Regions from separate parts of the Zea mays genome. Here region 1 is linked to region 2. A link is a contact called in public Hi-C data. All regions are on one chromosome and are shown on one strand. Each heading gives the region's core, a stretch centred on a gene start, on an enhancer-like site or on the middle of the called end of the contact. The rest is flanking DNA. Distances are from core to core; before and after follow the strand shown. Region 1 holds the start of LOC100191634. Region 2 holds the start of LOC100192897 (Actin-depolymerizing factor 4).

Evidence for each region. A called contact is a pair of places that touch in the nucleus more often than the background predicts.
Region 1: a contact with region 2 is called in a Hi-C map of tassel, with 3 times the contacts expected there. The contact joins the promoter of LOC100191634 here to the promoter of LOC100192897 in region 2. A contact is called at or near these places in 4 of 25 Hi-C or Micro-C datasets (bundle sheath, ear, leaf and 1 more).

Annotation. Positions count from the first base shown.
Region 1 is chr6:44,126,345-44,132,444 of Zm-B73-REFERENCE-NAM-5.0, forward strand. It overlaps LOC100191634, which reads right to left and starts at 2,288. Exons shown (of 6, transcript NM_001359668.1): 1 at 1,958-2,288; 2 at 1,144-1,359; 3 at 954-1,059; 4 at 509-854; 5 at 104-409; 6 at 1-4. The coding sequence starts at 2,159.
Region 2 is chr6:43,776,267-43,782,036 of Zm-B73-REFERENCE-NAM-5.0, forward strand. LOC100192897 (Actin-depolymerizing factor 4) reads right to left here and starts at 3,607. Exons shown (of 2, transcript NM_001138085.1): 1 at 3,465-3,607; 2 at 2,644-3,295. The coding sequence starts at 3,467. The coding sequence ends at 2,912. It overlaps LOC100274856 (BRI1-KD interacting protein 130), which reads left to right. Exons shown (of 4, transcript NM_001149118.3): 2 at 1-97; 3 at 1,638-1,915; 4 at 2,006-2,367. The coding sequence ends at 2,174.

The sequences.
Region 1 (6,100 bases), core at 1,038-3,537, 350 kb after region 2:
CAGCCTGTTTAACGAAACAAGAACAAATTAAAGGGGGGAGTGAACACGGGGCAGCAGCAGCACACGAGAAGATGCAGGTTCAGTCCAGTTTGCTCTATCTTACCGAGAAGATGCAGACCCCAAGCGCTTTCAGGGCGAGGGTGGCGTCGTAGAACACGCGCGGCCGTCCCTTCCCGCAGAGCTCGACCGGGTTGGCGACGAGGAGCTCCGTGTCCGGTCCGCGGCTGACGACCATGACCCTGAGCGGGTGGAGCATCTCGGATCTCAGGCGCGCCCGCAGAGCGTCCTGCTTCTCAGGATCCGTAACCTTTTTGCCGTCCACTTGTTTCACGAACAGGTCAACCTCTCGGCAGCCTTTGCTGCCTGGCCGCCCGCCTTTCTTGTCCGATCTGAACCGCCCGTAAAATATCTGCAACGCAGTGCACCTAGTATATGAGGTGGCTGCTGAAAGGCAGGCAGAGTTCCTACCATTCTGTGAGCTGTATGTATATACTACTACTGCTGCTACCTGGATGTTGCAGTCCTTCATCGTCCTCAGTATGTCGTAGATGAGCCCCTTCTGGTCGGCGCATATGATCTGGACCAGCGTGTGCGCGGGGCTGAGGGAGTTGTCGAAATTAATGGTGGCAGTCTGGACCTTCTTCAGCTCTGCGCTAATAAGCGAGCTCGAGCACATCTCGCCGTCGCCTGCTAGCTCCACCCGGAACAGCTCCTCGGCGATCTTCGGCGCGAGAGAGGAGAATCCCTGCTGGAACCCTTCCGCCGACAGAACCTCGCAGCTTATGGAAGGGCCCAGGGCAGCGATTAGCGTCGAGCAGGTCTCCTCCTGCCTCTCCTTCTTGTGCAGCAGCTCCCTTCATTCGGAGAGAGAAAGGACGAACGTGGCCAGTCATGTCTCTGGATTGCTGCGGCGGTGCGGCATGTGGAGAACTGGAGCTAGTGAATGCCCTTACATGCCGTCGGTGATGAAGAAGAGGTCCACGACTCTTCCGTCCGGCGTCGTCGACACCTTCACTCTGTGGATTATAAGCTCCAAGTCTGATAGTATGTGCGTCACATCTGCGGATGACACGGCACAAAGGCTGTTAAACGCTTGATGAGGCATGAAATGAAGAGATAGATGGTCGTATATATAGTAGTTACCGTGCAGCAATCCTTTGCGGTCCGGTGACAAGAGCTTGAGGAGGTAGAACTGCGAGGGGCCCGGCTGGCTCATGTCCGGGTAGAACGGGATGGAGTAGGAGGAAGGGCACATCGACATGAGCCGGTTCTTGAGGCTCGCCCACCGGATTCTGATGGACGAGGAGCGGGGCACCACCCAGAACACCACGAAGCACCAGTGGCCGTCCGTAGACACGTCTGCTAAAATCACACACACACACATACACAAGAATCGAATTTTAGTCGACGACAACGAAGGGTTCCAGGTTCGCAGAATTCTTGGCTGCAAAATTACACAAGGACCAAAGGACAAGCATGTGAGTTGCAAACTGCCGGGATGTACGGCACGGGGAACATAGGTATCAGTACTGGTTAGTTTTGTAATGATTAAGGAGACGACATGAACTGTAGCAAGATTGGTGGGCGTCTTGGCAGTGCAAAAAGAAAAGGGAAACTTGAGGATTTCCGTTCTAGAAGCGGAAAGAAGAGCGGAGCGGACAGATAACGATGGGACTAGAAAGAAAAGAGATGGCGCCGGTGAGCTGTACACCCAAATCGATCGATGGGGCGAGAAATCTGGAAAGGGGGAGGGGGGTACTGGAAGAAGAAGGAAAAGAAATCTTTGATGGCGCGACTCCACTCCACAACGAACAGTCGCGATCGAACCCAGGCGAGACAAGGAATCGGGGGGGGGGGGGGGGGGGGGGGGGGGGGGATGGAGGCGCGGTTGGATTGGATTAAATCGAGTTTCATCACCGCAGCGAGATAGAATAGAAGGGCGGGCGGCGGGACGTACCGCCGCGGGTGATGCGGAGGCCGAACTCGAGGATGGTGCGGCACAGGTCGCAGCCGAGGCCGGCCTGGTCGGGGCAGTTGACGGTGATGACGGTCTCCTCGCCCTCGGCGGCGGCCAGCTGCATGACGACAGCGTCGTCCCCTCCCACGGCCGCCGCCGCCATGGCGCCGCCTGGCCGCGCAGCCAACTCCCCCACCGGCATCACCGCGGCGGCCGCCGGCGAGGTTGATTCCGGATCCTCCGCCTCTGGCTGCCTCTGCCTCTCCCTCTCTGTCGCGGGTCCGGTGCTGTCCTCTCCTCTCTTCTCCTCCTCTCAAGAGAATTATGATAATCTCGAAGAGTGTTCCGCGGCGCTTAAATACTGGATTTTGCAGTAAGGGGGTAATTCGAACACGATGGGTGGTGGTGGTGCGGGGGCGCCGGCTGAGTCAGCGCTGGGTCGGCCTCGGCCAGCCCAGCCCACGGCTGCGGCGTTGCGTGCACCGCGCGCGAGGGCCCACCTGTCATCGCCTGCCCGCGCAGCACCGTAACGGATACGGGTACTAGAGACAGCTGCGGCCACGCGGGTTTGTGGTTGCCTACATCTCCTATGAAACAAACACAAACACCTCATTTGTCCGGGGTTTTAAATTTCGGTATTATTTTTTCGGCCACTCTTACAATTATCAAACTCATGAAATCTGGCTGAATTTTTCAGTTTTTTTTTCTTCTAGAGACAGACACGAAGAACGATTTTTCAAGCAAGTAGGGATCTAAACAAAAAAAAGCGTACTTTATGGCTAAGCATCTATTGAGTACGTGAAGATACAACATAAACAATAGAAAATACCGTGTTAAATAGTATATTGCTGTCATTTCAAATTTGTAAAAGTTTAGCTCACAATAAATTTATGTAGTCTTAGGTTTTTCCATCAAGCCAACTAGTAATTGAAATATTGTAATACTCAAAAGTGTAATAAAAGTGGATAGAGATAAACTCATTAGTTTGTGGCCTCTACTATTCATTGCATGTGATCAACACTAGTTAAAAGTGGGTAATTAGAACCAAGAACACCTAAATAACCTGTGCATCATGTTGGATCTTACTTTGTGTGCATTTTGTGATGATGTAAAAATATGGTAAACAAAAATAATAATTATGTTAATACACCAATGGGAAATTAAATCCCTAAATTAAACTCTAGGGTTTGGAAAACAAGAAAAAGAGAAATGATATAAAAATATAAAAACATAGATATCCTTAAACTTATTACTGTTAACTATACAAATACAGTGTAAATGATGAGCCATCAAGTTTGAATTCAAACTTGAATTCAATTGGATTTGAAAATGGAGAAAAGAAAAAAAGAAAAGAAAAGAATAAACCAAAACCCAGCTAATCGGGCCTGGTACCCGAATTCGGCCCACCGGGGGAATATCCCGCGCGGCCCATCAATCGGGGGGGAAGTGCCGACAGCTCGACCCCACACGTCAGTCGCTATCACCGCACGCTTCCTCTGCATCTCACTGATGCGTGGGACCGCCCTGGCGGCGCTCGCTCTTCCCCCTCAACAGAAAACGCGAGTTCACCGGCGAGCCCCTCTCCCCTTTTTCCGTTGACGCCGTTGCTAGCCGGGCACCTCCACGGACCATATAACGGTTGCGCTCTCCCTTCCCTTTCCCCTAAACCTTCCTGTGTCGTTGCATACGCCGAACACCACTCGCCGCCACCATCCGCCGCGGAGCCCTGTGTTCCACCGTCGCTAACTTGAGCCATACACGCCACCCGAGCTCCGGGTAGGGGTCTAGGGCCTTCGGGGGACACCGCCGATACTCACCGAGCACCAAGCGCAACAATTGATTGACTGCTTCATCGGCGATTGCTCGCCGTCGCTGCGCTTCCACCTCCGCCCGCAGCTCACCGTGGACAACTCGCTTGTGCCAGCAATTCCCGGTAAGAAACCCTCGCCCAAACCCGCTTTCATACCCGCAACGTGTAGCAAAAGTTAATTTATGTTTGGTGCCCCCGAACCGGAGATTTGGACCGCCGGTGGTGATCCTCGCCGCCGTCGGGCATTTGGGGGGGATTTGGTCGGAGGAGGACGATGGGATGTGGACGGTTGATCAATGGATCAACGGTCCCGATTATATCGCTGGTTGAGCGTTGTCTGTGCCGTCCGATTGTGGATGGACGTTCGTAATGGGATCGCGTAGTTTTGAACTCGTGGCCGTTAGATCTGGATCTAACGGTTTAGATGGCGTACCGGTTCACTGCGCGTAAGATCTAATCTGGTGCGTTGAGTTAGATCTGACGGTTATGGACGCGCGATACCCCTTCGCGGGTCAACTTTACTAAAGAAACCCTGTAGTTTTAGGATATAAACCCGCCGTCCTGGGGGCGCTATTCACTGAGTCTGGTGAATTATTCAAATTAGCCCCTGTGTTTCTTAGTAAATGACGCGTAGTCCTGAGTATTATAAAATCAGAGAAAGGTAATTGAAAAATAGATTTTTAATACAAAAACAAATCTAGAACTTGTATAAATCATAGAAAATCCATTTTTAGTCCAAATTGAACCATTCCAATTTCTAAAATTTTGTAATAATATTCTCTACCATTTAGTGTCTCTGTTTTGACATGAACTCTGTTAGAAAATTTATTTATCATTTAACCCTATTTCAGGCACATTAAATCTTAGGAAATTCATAACTTGAAATCTATAATTCCAAATTTAATGATTCCAGTTCCTATGGTCTCATTTTAATGTATAGATTTTTACTGCATATTTTATTTACATGCTTGGTGTGATGTTGATTTTGGCTATACTATGTATGTATTGTGTTGATGCGAGTAGACGAGCAAGCCACTGTGGAAACTGAGGTTCAACAAGTAGAAGTAGCTGAGCAGGAGCTCATTGAAGGCAAGTTGTGCCCTTGATCACTTACTTTCCCAGCCATGTTCTTATTAATTTTAATGATCTGCATAGGATAATTTTGATGGGAGCCTTTATGTTACCCCAGTTTTGATTACCTCTATACCTTGTTCACCCCTGAAATATTTTTGGGTAGTACTTGCTATTGCTTTATGTGGATTGGGTATGGAGATACACTATTCATGATTATGCTGTTATTAACTTGTTATTATTATTGTTCATGTTAAGATCATTAAATTAATGGGAACATGGAGAACCACCCGGGAAAACAGTGCTACCACAAGGGTTTAATGGGACGCCCTTGGCTGACTAACTAGGAAAGCTAGTGGAAGACTACCTTACCCGAAAGGGGCAAGGGCAGTAGGGGAGAGGTCAGTGCGGGGAGGTCCCTGGTTGATTTTGCTGCGATGGCTGTCAGCCAGGAACCCTGTACTGGATCTTCCTATAAACTGTAGCGGGTTTTCGGAAGCTAGTGGAACTTTGTAAAGGCCTCGTAGTGGATCCCTAGCCATTCACCTCGGTAGTGTCTAAGGGCCTTGCAAACCCAGGCGACATGGGATACACGACTTGTGGGTAAAGATGCACAACCTCTGCAGAGTGTAAAACTAGTATACTAGCCGTGCTCACGGTCATGAGCGGCTCGGACCCTCACATGATTAAATATGGAACTTAAATTCAATTTGACATTTGCATCGCATTTGGGATTATTTTACTATTATTGTTCTTTATTATTATTAAGGTTTGGTATTTACTTACACTTAGTAATTGCTAATAAAATTTTGACCAACTTATAAAAGCAATGCTCAGCCTCAGCCTTTATTCCATTGATTAGCCTTACACTACATGAACTCCCACCTTTGGTGAGTTTATGCCACATTATTCCCCACAACTTGTTGAGCGATGAACGTATGTGAGCTCACTCTTGCTGTCTCACACCCCCCCACAGGAGAAGAACAGGTGGTCGAAGAGGAGCCGCCTAACACTGAGGAGTTCGATCTGATCTAGGTGGCGTTTCTGAGTTGACATTGGCGCCGACGATCCTTAGTTCGTTTTATGTTTACACTTTTATTTTGTAATAAGTCTTCCGCTATGTAATAAATACTCTGATGTTTTATGACATTTATCTCTATACACTCTGTTATTATATATGTTGTCTTCTTGGCGCATGTATGAGATACACCCGGCTTTGTCCTTTAAAACCGGGTGTTACAAGTGGTATCAGAGGAAATGTT
Region 2 (5,770 bases), core at 2,357-4,856:
CTCATCTGGTCAGCCTCAGCAGGAGGATTGTTCATGCTGCCATGTAGGTGACGAGCTCACGTGTGCTCCTGCCTATGGGCGATCTGTGTCCTTACCTGTGAGTACCTCATGTTAAATTATTTTACCATTTGTCTTAAATGATTGCGATTGTACTTAAAGTTCTACAAATAAGTCATACGCTCTGTGTACTTGAATGAGATCTTTTGGTTGCGATCATTATGTATGATCAAAGTAATAGATGGACTCCATCTTGGTTATTTTAGTGTTCGCTAGCAGCCTTAATGCCTAATCAAATCAGGTTCATATTTGCTTTCCAGTTTGTCATGCTCATACAAAATTAGCAACAACCTTTTGGAATGCAATAATACTTTGAACTAATTGAAAGACATCCTGGTTTTGTTGTGTTGACTGAGTGTTTTCTGGCTAAAGCTGAACACAAACTCACCATATTAGTATTTCTTTCTTTATTGATTATCTTCAACAAAACCCTCAGTTCCAATTGTTTAAAGTTGCACATGACCTGACATTCGCTGTCCAAATGTAATTAATTGTTTGTTCTTAATTTGGCTATATGGGAAGCTTGCATGTGAATTGAAAGCTTGCTCCAATACTTTAATTGGTAATGAAGAAATGTTTAACATTCCAGGTGATAAATACATGTGTGAACTAAATCTATTGATCTGCTTGTTTATGTAACGGTACTTGAAAACTGTATTACCGGTTATGTCTTGGCATGCTTCTTTACGGATCTGTTATCCATGCATGGCAGGCAATAGTTGGCATTTTAGCAGCACAAACTGCTCATATTGCCTTTTTCGTTCACGGGAAGCAACCATCTTATTGTCAGAATCTGACAACAGGCTGGATTCCAACTAGAGCTTTTTAGTTTTAAGCTAGATGCTTGAAGTAATCAAATTTGATTGGTGGTTGCTTTCCTGTCTGTAGCCATGATTCACTCATGCCCATACAAAATTAGATGCATCCTTTCAGAATGCAATAATGTTTTGAAGTAATTTAAAGATGCATGGTTGTATTCTATGATCTGTGTTAACTGATTGTTTGGAGGTTAAAGCTTAAAAGATATAGGGCCAGCAGGTGGCCATATTAGCAACTGGCAGCCATGCTATGCCAGAGCGTCCCAGATCATCTTTCTTTATTGATTATCTTTTCTTTTTCCAAGAAAAAAAGGAGTTTGTATTTGTTTGAAGCTGCCCTTGAGGCCTTGACTTGGCGTCCCTTGCTTCGGCTATAATCTTGTAACTGGTAACTGAAGAAAGGTATAACAAGCCTGGCGATAAATATGTGTGAACTAAATCTATTGATTTGCTTATTTACGTATGGTACTGCAAAACTGTATTTACCACCTAAAGTGTACTGGTATGCTTTTGTATTGAATATTGATCTGCTATTCATGCATGCCAGACAATAGTTGGCAATTTGGCAGCAAAAACAACTAACGGTTCCTTTTTCGTTGATGTGAACCAACCGGTTTATGCCCCTTGACGTGTTGTCGGACATTCACTATTTGCTCTCTGGAGCTTTGTTTGACAACTGCTGTGACATTAAGGCTTCTGTGGTCATTTATGTCGCTTAACGGCAAATTATTGACCGCCTTCTTTACTTTACTGTGCCAGCAGCCAACTTTGAAGCTGGTCTCTGCCATGAAAGGAGGTCGTGAAAAGAACGGAGTGGCATCATCACCAAGTGAAAACCGCCATGTCAAGTGGGCTCCTGATGTGTACGACCCCCCTGTGACATCGGTATGCCATTCAGTGACCAACAGCTATCAGCGCCGGTCAAAGCACCGCAAGAAGGAGAAGAACAAACAGAAGAAGAGGCAGAAGGGGAAGTCGAAGAAGAACCAACAACAGAGTTCTGCCCAGAATCCATCTGCACCGCAGGTTCCTGGTATCGGGTATGTTTTGCTAGCGTATTTTTTACTGCTATTTTGTCTCTGTGAGCATGTGACGCATTCCGTTGATTTTACACACTGTGAACTTGTTAGGCCGAAAGGCGTTAGCACCACTGGTGGCCAGTCTCCAGCAGACGATCTCAGCGAACATGAGGCCGGGATCATGGACTACAGCATGGGTAGCCAGGAAGCCAACTGTGGAAGCAGCTTCTTGCGCGAGTCTGTTGCTAAGATGCACTTCTCGACCGCCGAAGCTTCCTGAGAGGCGTGCCTCAGTTCTGTAAATATGATGGACGGGATGTGTATAAATAAACCCAGCATGCTGTTTTTTTTCGTCGTCGTTGTGTGCGTTTGAGAGCTCGCCTAGTGTTTTGGAACAATAATTTTTGGACAGACTATGTGTTCTGTATGTTTTGGTCGTCAGACATATCTATCCTCAGTCCATGGCTTTGCTTAACGGTTTAACCTGGACTCTTCTGAGAAGTTATGGATGTTCTGAACTCAAGTTATACACTGCCTAATGATGTTTGATTTGCTGGAATTTTATGTTCTGGACTTTGTGTCTTTTTCAACCGCTGAGAAGTCATGCTCAAACTTCAACCTCTGCATATCCTTCAACCAGGTCCTGAGGTCGCACAAGGCAAAAAGTGCCATGGATCATCAAGAAATTCTGATTACCAGAATTCCACCATCATAATGCTGTTGTTGATATGTAGCAAGAACACGCACGCTGAAGGGGGTGGTAGATTGATTAGATTGATTTCATCACTGCGGTGGATGCAGTTTTTACATAGCCCGCCCAGTCAAGTTCTCATCTGAACTGATGATGCTCATACATCCTCTGGCATGGGCAGTTCATCGCTGGGCATCCTCAGCTTGCACGGCCCTGGATGACGTCAAGGCCAACCTCGGCGGAGTCGGTGGCCTGGAGATCCACCTGAATGCCGTCCAGCTCCCGCTTGAACCTCTCCTTGGAGCTGGCGTAGATCATCTTGCTCCTCACGCGCGCCGTGTCAGGAGACCTTCATTCACACACATCATGCAACTGCGTCCGTGAGTGGCGAGCACTTCAAAAGCCAGGGTGGACTGGACAGCGGCGAGGAACGACGTGGCGTACCAGGCGATGAAGAAGATCTTGCTCTTCTGGCAGTTCTCCTCGGTGACGAAGTCGTAGTCGAAGATGGCGTACCTGCACTCGTTGGCGGGGAGGCTGGCGGCGAAGTCGTCGTAGCCGAGCACGGGCTTGCCCACCTGCTCCACCACCACCATCTTCTTCTTCTCGTCGATCCTGTAGATGATGAAGCGGTGCGTCCTCTTGGCCTTGAGCTCCAGGAACCGGCGCTTGCAGTCGTCGTCCACGGCCATCCCTGACGCCGCGTTTGCCTGCAGAACCCGGGGGAGAGGAGGCGAAACAAGATTCAGAGGCAGTGGAGACGAAGACGAGGGAGGTGAAGAAGAAGAGCATGGCAGATCCGTCGATCGAGCAAACGAAAATGCAGATCGCATAGCCGATGAACAGGACTGGAGGTGAAGTGTGGTGCCGCGTGCTTACCATCTGGGCGGGCACCGGGCAGGGCTGGAGACGCTCCGCAGCGGGGAGGAGACGGGTGACGGGATCGGCGGCGGGCGGTGTGGTAGGTGCCTCTGGTGAGGTCTGGAGCTGCTGAGCTGCAGCCGCGGGGTGGTGGTGATGGTGAAGCAATGGTAGCGAAGGTGATGGTATTTGTGTGGGAGAGTCGCGTGGGATGGACGCGCCACCACCCCACCCCCTCCTTCGGCACCGACCCGGGCCCCACCCGTCAGCGACTCAGCGCCGGTACCTCATCTCTCTCCCTGCACCAGCCACAGGCCCACAGAAAAGATGCCCTGCCGGCCCTACTACACTACTAGCCACCCGTGTGCTCCGCGCCGCGCGGTGGGATCGTATCACGTCGCGTCACATCAGGTCATGTCACATTGGAGCGGCCCAGGCAAAGAGAGACGGTGATGATGAATGGCCGATAGGCCCTCGGGCCCAAGCCCAACCACTCGATTACAGTTGCAGGCGACTCATTGGGCCGGGACACCTTGTCTTGGAACTCTGAGCAGTGTTCGGTTCTGGTGCTCATTTAGATGAAATGGCTCCATTATAGATTTTGATAACAAAGTCACTCTGTTCTATGTTTGATAATTTAATTTTACAATGACTTCATCTAATATTTGGTTGATAAATACAAAATAGAGTATATTTTTTTTCGTTTCTCATATGTTAACTCAATGATCAATAAAAACATACTTATATCATACATATCAGTAGGCATTGAGTTTTATAATTAAGAAATAGCTAATAGACGTAGTCTCACATAAACAACGTGCAAATTCTAAACTGCCCCAAGTAATTTATCTATAGAAGAAAATTGAAACAAACTTGGGTGAGCTTATGTCGAGCATCAGGGAAGAGATGGGATGGGAATGGGAGGCTCGGCTCACGAGCAGCCAAATCCGATTAATTTTGAGGAGCCACGGGATGCCGCATCTCAAGGGTATATTCTAGAATTTGAGCCACTCTGCTTCAACCGGAATACAACTCAACAACACAAAAAGTAGAATGGAACGACTCCACCCCACCTAACTCCAGAACCAAACACTACCTTAAGAGATGTCGGGCGCTGTTCGAGGAGGGAGGGTGTTAGCAATCGAGCAACACGACAACACTCAAATCGAATTCGGGTAATTATGGTGGGTGGAATGTACGATCGACTCGAGAGACGATCGCATCGGATCGTCGCCGCTGTCTTAGTTCATACAACCAAAAACATAACTCTCTGTCTGCCCACAACGTATATATATTAGAGCAACGATACATGGCCATGGGCTTAATTCACCTACTCAGGGCCTGTGCACCTCTTGTTGGGCCTTGATAAACCCAACGGGTAGAATGGTGTCCAATCTTTCGATGAGAGATGATGGAGGTGGAAAACTTGTTGGAGAACGACGTTGGCTGCCCGACTACCACAACCAAGATGGTGTGGCGCCTTGAGCGACAGGTACACCTTCTCCTGATAACTACGATTTGGGGGTGGAGGTCGACGTTGTGCTATCCGACTACAATAACCACAAAGGTGCTGCACCTTAGCGATAGTTACACTAGCTCCTGTTGTTGCTGCTTTTGCCATACCAAGAACAGTCTTGAACCTGCAAGCAATCGAGAACAAGCAAGGACAAGATAACAAGCAAGAACGGATCTGATAAAGTTGGGGGTCCTATTTCAAATATTCGGGTGGTCTAGCCGACACACGCATTTACAAGGAAGTAGCAAAGGCTAAACTTACATCAAACAAAAACCCGCGTTCTTTAGTGTGTCACACCTGGCGTTAAGGAACAAAGCCAGGTGCATCTCATACATGCGCCAAGAAGACAACATATATAATAACATAGTGTATAGAGATAAATGTCACAATAATCAGAGTATTTATTACATAGCGGAAGACTTATTACAAAATAAAATAATAAATATAAAACAATCTAAGGATCGTCGGCGCCAATGTCAATTGAGAAACACCACCTAGATCAGATCATACTCCTCGCCTTGTGGCTCCTCCTGAACCACATGCTCTTCTCCTGTGGGGGGGTGAGACAGCAAGGGTGAGCTCACACATGATCATAGCTCAACAAGTTGTGGGGAGCCAGTGGACATGAACTCACAAAGGTGGGAGTTCATGTGATGTGTAAGGCTAATCAATGACAGGGGTTAAAGCTGAGCATTGCTTTTAAGTAGTTGGTCAAAATTTTATTAGCAATTACTAAGTGTAAGTAAATACCGAACCTTAAATAAAGTATTTGAACAAAATTACTAATAAACCCATGCAATGCAAATGA